Regions from separate parts of the Capsicum annuum genome. Here region 2 is linked to region 1. A link is a contact called in public Hi-C data. All regions are on one chromosome and are shown on one strand. Each heading gives the region's core, a stretch centred on a gene start, on an enhancer-like site or on the middle of the called end of the contact. The rest is flanking DNA. Distances are from core to core; before and after follow the strand shown. Region 1 has its middle 35 kb from the start of LOC107843637. Region 2 holds the start of LOC107843637 (DNA glycosylase/AP lyase ROS1).

Evidence for each region. A called contact is a pair of places that touch in the nucleus more often than the background predicts.
Region 2: a contact with region 1 is called in a Hi-C map of placenta, with 4 times the contacts expected there. The contact joins the promoter of LOC107843637 here to the enhancer-like site in region 1. A contact is called at or near these places in 2 of 5 Hi-C or Micro-C datasets (leaf and placenta).

The regions. Positions count from the first base shown.
Region 1 is chr10:208,019,595-208,024,224 of UCD10Xv1.1, reverse strand. No RefSeq gene overlaps it. Among protein-coding and RNA genes, the nearest start is that of LOC107843637, 35 kb to the left of the region's middle. Within about 2 kb of position 2,499, at least 1 of the 5 cell types and tissues checked has an H3K27ac peak or open chromatin away from gene starts, as enhancers often do.
Region 2 is chr10:208,054,453-208,059,082 of UCD10Xv1.1, reverse strand. LOC107843637 (DNA glycosylase/AP lyase ROS1) reads right to left here and starts at 2,237. Exons shown (of 20, transcript XM_016687980.2): 1 at 1,994-2,237; 2 at 963-1,567; 3 at 1-325. The coding sequence starts at 1,395.

The DNA of each region.
Region 1 (4,630 bases), core at 1,250-3,749:
CTAAAAAAACTTAAGCATTCAAATCAAGTTCATCAAGATTCAAGATCAAGACCGCAATATTCAAGAATAAACTCAAAAACCCTTGAATTCAAGCACAAGTCAAAATCAAGTTCCTCAAATCAACAAATCAAGTTCAAATTCAAGATCAAGCTTTAAGCCCTTGAATTTATATTTGAAAAGGCGAATCAGAGGATTCATAGATTGTAACAGTCGCACATTGAAATCAATAAATTGATTGTTGTAATGTTTTTCTTGTCTCGATCTATTTATTTTTCGACTAAAAAATTTTATTGTCCAACAAATTCTGGCACGCCCATTAAATGAATTATGAATATTATATTTTGAAATTAGTAATATTATTGAAAGATCAAATTTTGTTATTTTATTATTATTTTTTTAATTAATTGGTCGGTTAATTGTCTTATATATCAAAAAATGAATAATTTGATTAATTTAATTGATCAAATTTTAAATATAAAAAATTTAGCGAAGGATGTGCAAATTTTATTCTCAACTATGTTAAGAGTATGCAAAATTAAAATACACTCATTATGATTAACATTTAACCTCTATTCACCACATAATTTTCCGACGAAGGGTGTGCATCTGACCATTCTTCATCGAAGGTGACTCTGCCCCTGTCAATAAGTTTACTTGGCACCCAGAGAGTCCGAATCCTGGATAGAGGCTGAGCCAGCCCTCTTCAGGAGGTTCGTCCGAACCCCCTTCGACGGAAAAATATATTATTTATGTATGATTAACATTATTTTTTATGTAATTATAATATGTATTGAACCCCCTTCAACTTAGTTTTCTTCAAATATTGAATCCCCTTACTTAAAATTCTAACTTCACTTCTAATCCTAAATTTGCCTCTATAAAAATATTATTAATACACAATATTCTACACTATTCTCAGACACCTGTGAAACGACCTCTCAGAGAATAGGCTCTCAAAAAGCCAATAGTGGATCATTATTGATAGTAGTATAGGCAACTGATTCTTTAGGTAAGTTTAATGGCAAATAGTGGTAGTATTTTAGAGGTTCATTATAATAAAATTCTCCTGAAAACGACATCATCCTTGTTGTTGGTATAATTAATTATTTTAACTGTCTCATCAACTCTTTGGGCCATACTACAATCAAAAAGTGATATCTTGTCTTATAATATGTTTCGTCAATCTTTTAAAATTAATTTATTCTAAAAAAATATTTTAGTTATTTATTGTAGTTGAATTTTATTTAAATTTTTAAAAAATAAATAAAATTATTAAATTTTATGATGTTACATTAAAGATACGTATAATATATCAAAACAATTTTTAATGTTGTTATTTAAATATATCACCTTGAAATGTAAAAATTATTTTTAAAAAATCACAATTAAAAAAAATATTTATTTTTAAATAAGCTTTAAAGAATATAAAGAAATTGAAATAGGAGTAATATTTCTGGAGACTAACGATTTTTTTTTGTTAATCAATTTGGGGTTGATTTTTATTTATACCAATAATATTTTATGTTTAATTTAATCAAAATTTCAAAAGTGCTTCGATAAAAAATTACTTCTTTCAATTTCTTAAATATTTACTTTTTCCTCTAAAAGCTTAGCTAAAAAACTCAGCTTCTAGACTAAATATATATTTTTTTGAAATAAAATACTTTCAACTTTTCTAAATTTTGGGTAAAACTGACTGAAATATTTGTACAAGTTAAAATGAGATGAAGGTCTTAAACAATTTATATGTTATTTTACTTTTTCTGTTCCATAATCTTTTCAAGATAAAAGTTATCATGTTTTTTATGCGAATGACAAGAAATATATGTAACATCAATAAAAGAAAAAACGGTTAGTTACTTATACTGTTTCTGCAAAGGGTAAGAAACATGCGTAATCTTTTTAATATAAAAACTATCATACTCCCTCCGTTTTGAAATAACTGAATTGTTATGGTAATTTATTGGTGTTTCAAAATAAGTGAATCAGTGATTTTTTTTTTTAAAATTTGCCCTTATGATTTGACAACCAATTAACTTTTGAAAATGTATTATAAGGTTAACTTTTACATTTTTGGGGTAAAAATGGAAAGTTGTGTTAAATTTATATTTTTAATTTTTTTTCTTAATATATGTGTCAAAATTCAACAATTCATTTATTATGAAATGGAATGAGTATTTTTTATGCGAATGACAAGAAACGTGTGTAATGTTGATAAAAGAAAAAAGTCAGATACTTTTACTTTTTCTACGAAGAATAAGAAATATTCATACTTCAAATTTGGATTTTGAATATTAAAAACTCATATTATAAAGCACTCTCCTCTTATATAAATTATGCATAACATAAATTCAAATTAACGAAGACTCTAAAATATATATCAATCCAATATGAGAAATAAAAGAAAAAACAATTATTATGCTTGGGAAAAGGCAATAGTGGGCCATTGATAGGATTATAGGCAACCAATTGTCTAGGTAGTTAGATGCCCACTAATGGTAGTATTTTATTGGTTCTACCTTTTTCAAATTTCAGTTGAAAAGGACAATATAATTATTGTTGTTGTTATTGTTAAAAAACTGTCGCATTAACTTTTTGGTCATATGTAATCAAAAAGTGACATCTTGTCTTATAGTTTGGTTGATCAATCTTCTATAGTTTATTTTGAAAAATATTTTCTTCGATCACTTCTATTCTTTATGATGTTAGTTTATATATATATATATATATATATATATATATATATATATATATATATATATTCTAATTTAATCACACGTACTTTGCACGTATAATTTTTATTAGATGGTATTGTCTATGTGAAGATTTTTAATGAAATATAAAAAATTTAAATTAATTCTTAAGAGCCGTCGAACTTTAATATAATAATATAAATATAACATATATTTTATTGTAAAAGTATATATAATTTATCATAAAAAATTTCAAGTGGTTAACGGATCGTCGTTTTTGTGTTTGTCATGCAGTACCTCTTTTCCTTTTCATTAAAGGTCAAGAGAGACACATCGATTTGAACCATATTTGTAGTATGCTTATTTTTTTTATTCTTTTATATATTTAAAATTTTTTCTTATTGTTTTAATTAAATATTTAGAAAATCTTTGATTACTTACTTAAAGTTTTGGTACTTTTTATATTTTTTTTATTCTAATGCTTTCAATATTTATTTTTACATTTTTCAAATCTTCTTAAAATAAACTAAAAGTTGATTTCCTAAACTAATGAAAAATGAATTAGTTGTCATTAATTATGATGACTTTGAATAAGAAAAGGTTTTACCATAAATATTGAATTAATTTTTAACTTTTAAATATTAAGAAAATAGAGATAAGACGATTTTGTCTAAGGTAGAGACTTTTAGTGAAGGACAAAAAGTTCAAACAATATTTGTAAGACCCTTACACGTTTAATATAGTAGTATAGATGTACATTATTTTTACTTATAATTTTTAGTATATAAAGAGAAAAATATTTTTTAAATATTTTACGCTTATAATTAATCACTTCAAAAACAACAAACTCAGTGTATTCTTCAAAGTATTAGATAAATTTTGTGCTTATTCTTCCCTATAGGCTTCTTCTTGCTCAACCAACATGATAATTATCCAAATTATTTTCTTCTTTTCATTACACACTTAAACAGCCCCTCGACTTTCACTTCATATTTGAGAGTTCCAATTACAAAAGTGCTTTTATGGAGAAACTATTTATGGAGAAACTATTTTCTCTTTAAAAATGATTTCCACTATTACTTAAAAATACTTATTCTTCCTCTAAAAACTTAGACTAAACAACTTAACTTCTAATAAAAATAAATATATAATTTGTAGTTAGTAGGAGTGTATCAGCTTGTTGTCTATCTTTATAGTCGTAGTATTATTTTTGTTTTTTGTTTTTGATCTCTGTTATTGTTTCATACAGGTTGATTATATTTTGTTTTAATATGGTTTTATTAGTTTTATTACATCTTTTTTAAAAAATTAAATAAATTCATCACTTCTTTTTTAGACTGTTTTGATCTTAAGTTAGGGGATCTATCGAAAACAACCACTAAATATCAGGTTTGCATACACTATATTCTTCATAGACATTACTTTAAGGGACTACACTAATAAAATAAGATGAAACTAAGAAATAGTTAAAGGACATGTTTGGAAAATCACAAAGAAATGAAATTAGATGTAATTATAGAGTCCAATTCTCAATTAGCGATTGAAAGTTGGGTGCAATTACATGGTGTAATTATAATGTTACATTTTAATTCTTTTTTAATGTTTTCATTTTAATTTCTTTTTTTTTTAAATTTATTTTTTATTTCTATTATTTTAATTTATTTTATTTTTACTTTTTTCATTTTTCATTTTTTACATTTTATATTTTTTTTCTTATTTTTCAACCTTTACTTATTATGATTCAATATAATAACTCGTATTGCATTATTATTTTAGTGGTCAAATTAAAGTAGAATTTTATTATTGAGTGAGATTATAAATTCACTTTTTTTTTTAATTATATTTACTTATTGAAATTTTATATAAGAGTATTATGCTTTTATTTTTTATTTTGAATTTATGTTATATTTTATGTTTCAATTTATTTTGTTTTAGTA
Region 2 (4,630 bases), core at 988-3,487, 35 kb before region 1:
TCACTATCCTGTTTGCCTTCCTTCTCTGGCTTGTGATACTCCTGCAATTGTGATTGATTCAGGATCAGCTCTGACTGATCTTTATTCTGTTGGAGTTCATTTGCTTCAGCTCTCTTTATTGTATCCTCATTCGGCTGTCCAACTCTTGCTGCTGTTGTCACATTATTATCTAGGTTTGATGCATTAGATGCTTGCCCTTTACTCTTGATCAGACTTGGTGTTACTGGTTCGAACTGGAAAGGGATGTTTCCGCTCAAGGCTGCATCCGTCATTCTTGATGGTGTATTCAAGTTGAAAGGGAAGCTGGAAAAAATAGAGCTTTCACCTGCATGATGAATTCACTTATGTAGTTTATCAAGGTAATAATCCCAAACTGAAGAAACAAACTTCTTATGATTTTGACATGTCTGCAAAACCATGATACTGTTTGACGCTTAGCCAAATTGTTTTTCATGGAAATGAAACTGAAACACAATATGTTGAAGCGCGTGCTACATGTCGAATATGCAATTACTTGTAGATAACAATAGGAACAGAAGAACACTCAATCACAGAGAAAACACTGTATAACTGATCTTGTATGTGATCCCTTTTGTTTCCACTCTGATTTTGTTCTAGGATACACTATTTTTAATCCAAATTGTAACTTCATTGAGTATTCACAGGGTTGTTCTACTCGACACGAGCAATCCGTGCATGCTGTGCATTCAAATTGTTAGTAGATGTAAGTTTCAAATTACCAAAGAATGACACTAAACTTGTTATATTTCATTGTCAAACAGTTTGCAGGTTTACAATGCATGAAGACACTGTTGCGTAGTTGTGTCAATGAGGCAGGTAAAAGAAACTCTTGACATATACATGAATTGCAGTTATCGTTATCGTTATCTGAAGTCCTCCAAGCAGTAGGATCATTACAATTAATAATGACGAATGAATCAACAAATACTTCATTTGTCTACCTGCATTCTCAGAATTCAGGAATGGGTTGAAAGAACTCTTCACTCTATTCGCTGTTTCATCTGCTGGCGTGGTGCCACCAGCCTGTGCCATCATCAACAGATCTCCAAAAGACACATTGCTCCACATGTCTACATTATCACTAGGGAAGTTATTGTACATATTTATTCCACCTCCATCCATTTTGGACTTTGCTCCCACTGCTGCTTCCGAGGTAATGAAGCACTGATCTACTGTCACTGAACTTGTTGAACCACAGTATGCTGCCGCATTCTGTGCTTCCCCGGTGGCGCCAGCCGTATGTCCCAGTGCTTGTTTTCTTTGCAAATCTGACCAATCCACTTGACCTTGCTGATTTTCCTGCCTGTCACTGCAAATTGGTGGAGATTTCACAAATCCTGGATTCCCCGGTGTTGCTGGGATCCATGAGTCCATTCTGCAGCTCTGGAAACTGGTAAAAACCCAATCTTTTTCCCCTTTTTATTTATTCAATTTGACAGAAAAAATTTCTTATGAGAAAACTCAATCATTTCCAGCATAGAAAAAGATGCAGGACTTGGATAAGTTTATTAATTCTACGGTACCAATTTTATTTTACCAAATTATCCTGCAAAAAAAAAAAAACAATCAAAGATGAAATGACCCAGATTGAAAAAAAATTAAAAAATCATAGGAACAAGATAAACATAACATCATAAAATTCTACAAAAAAACATACTAATTGATTAGCACTTGCATTCAAATTTGTGAATTTACATCAAATGATTCGTTTTATAACAGATCCCCAAAGACCAAAACCAGAATGTAGATTCAACAACAAATCAAGAAATCTCATTTTCTTCTTGTCAAATTCAAGAAATGATTAGCAAAAATTCAGTCTTGATCAGTGAAAATTTCATCCAACCGACAGAAACAATAAAATCTGACCTCAAAAATCCAATTTTGTCCTTCAATTTCATGATGTCTAGAATAAAAAAAATTGCATATATAACTGGTCGAAGAAGTGTAGAAAACTCAGCTGAATTTTACTCACCTGAAAAATGGATCTTTGATGGGAGATCTCATAGAATGGAAGAGAGATATACTGTTTAACTATGGTTAGAAAAACTAGGAAAGAAGCTAAACTGAAACTCAGAAAGGCATTATACATGGACTGATATAAAGTCATTGAACCGATAAAACTTTTTTTTCTCGGCAAATTGTTAAAAAACCATGCTCCCTCCTTTTCTAAATACTTGTCATCTTTAAAAAGCATATTACTCCCTCCGTTTTTAAATACTCGTCATTTTTATATAAATAGATAGTTTAATAAAATTATTTGAACTCTTCAAAAATATCATTAAATGTATGTTAGATCCTTTAAAAGTAACATAATTTTAAAAAATCTAATATAAATACGATAATATTTTTAGAAAATTCGAACAACTTAGATCCACAATACCTATCATCTTTATTCTTAGTATAATCTAGGAAAAAAATATTAAATTAAAAAGAATAATACATAAAAATAATTTAGTCAAGTTATTTTTTAATTATTTTTTAAAAAAATATAAATAAAATATATTAAGTCTTTAAAAATGGAGAAATTAATTTATTTTTATTGTTATTTTAATTCTACTTATATGTGTTAATAAACCAGTGTTCAACAACATTTATTAAGGGGTTTAAAGTAAAAGTATTAATTTGTGCTAAACGATTAAAGTGCCGTGAATTGTCGAACTGAGGGTTGACCACGTGCCAAGAGTAGGAAAGAGGTTCTGCTGCCCTTGTTTTATGCTATTGTTAAAAGTTAGCCGTTAGGCAAAGTGACAGTTATAACTGTCATGAGGCGAATTCAGAATTTAAAATATATATTATATATTATTTTATATTAATATAATATAATAATAATAATTATTGATTTGACGTTTATATTTTTTTAGTGGATTTGTTATGCGTGTACACGATCTAGTCAAAGGTTATTGTGGATATTTGGTACGATGTGTCTTTTTTTTAAATTTATTTATGTGATTTTAATTTTATATGAAATTTTTAAAAATAAAATAAAATTTAAATTTTTATAATATTAAATTTAAAATATTATTTCTTTTATTTTTATTTATTTGATCTATTTTAACTTGATGAAAAGTTTAAGAAAATAACAAAGACTTGAATCTTGTGTATATTAAAAGATATGTCAAATGTATTAAAATATTTCTTAATTTTGAGATCTCAACATATTAAATAGAAAATTAAAATTATAAAGTTGTTAAAAAGAAAAGAAAGCATCTTTTTTTTATAACTGTAGTATCTGAATCAGCTTGTACGTACTTCGACTAATTCCACGAGATACCTACCATCTCCCACCAGCAACAATTATCAGGTAACTTGTCTACAAAGATTAGAATAGATAGAAAAGAAATCACCCAATGTTTGTCTATATTGAGAATTAAACCTCAAATCTCATGGTGCTTAATTCAACTCTACTAAACCACTAGGCCACATCCTTGATGTAAAAGAGACATTTTTTTAAAAATCAAACAAAAAAATTTAGTCAAATAAATTCAAATGAATTAAAAAAAAAGTGTCAAACAAATTAAAATGGAAGAAATAATTTATACCAAAGTGCCTTTAATGTTGAAATTTTAGATATGTCATATGTAAATTGAAATAATGAGTTGCTAAAAAGAGAAAGTCAAATAAACAAATTGAAATTGAGGGAGTCTATATATAGTCAGAGGCTAACCCATGTGTGTGGGTGGGAATGCACGTACAGAACCACATCTGTTGTAATTGTTGTTGTATGAATGTTAAGCATGTAGTTATGTTACAAGTCAAATTGTTAAGAGTTAATTCTTCAGGTATGTGATGGCTAAATCTATTTTTCGAACTATTATTAACTTAAAGATAGGAATGGGAATTTTAATATCAAAGGCATTCATTAAAGATTTTGATTAAAGTCCTCTTCATCTTCTTTGAATTATTCTCCTTAGCTTTTTCTTTTTGTTAGTTTTGCTTCTAAATTTTGGATTTAGGAATTAATTTTGATCTTTTATTTCTGTGGAAGTTTTTTTCTTTGAAAAAATTAATAAGTAGAATAATTTCAACCAAATATTAAAGCAAGCTTTATGTTCCGTCTTTGGGTTATTTGATGTCACATTTTCTATCAGTCTGTTGCCTAAACAATAGTAGTCCATTTGAACAAATTTTTGAGAAGTAAAAAAATAAATAAATATAAATAACATAAATATCAAATCTTTGGGGAGTAATTACACTCTCTTCCTTTTTTAATTAGTTTACTCTCTCTCCCTATCAATATACATAATATAGCCGACATATATGTAACATTTTGTGTATATGTTGGGATTTTTGTAATATGTTTAGGGAGTTGAAATTTTTTGTAATATTAAAAATATAAGTTGTGTAATTTATACTCATTTATTTTAAAAGTTGAGATATTTAATCAAACTTCTACATCTTTTTTGGACGATTATTACAAATAGTAATGTATTACAATATTATTGTATTGCATTGTAGTATGTATTATAATATATTGTTTAAATGAATATAATGTTTGAATAAATTGTATATCATTTTTCATTGTTATATAATGTCAGATATTAACATATCTAAAGGATAAACTTACAAAAAAAGTGAGGTACGGTGAGGAGCTATTACAAATAAGATAAAA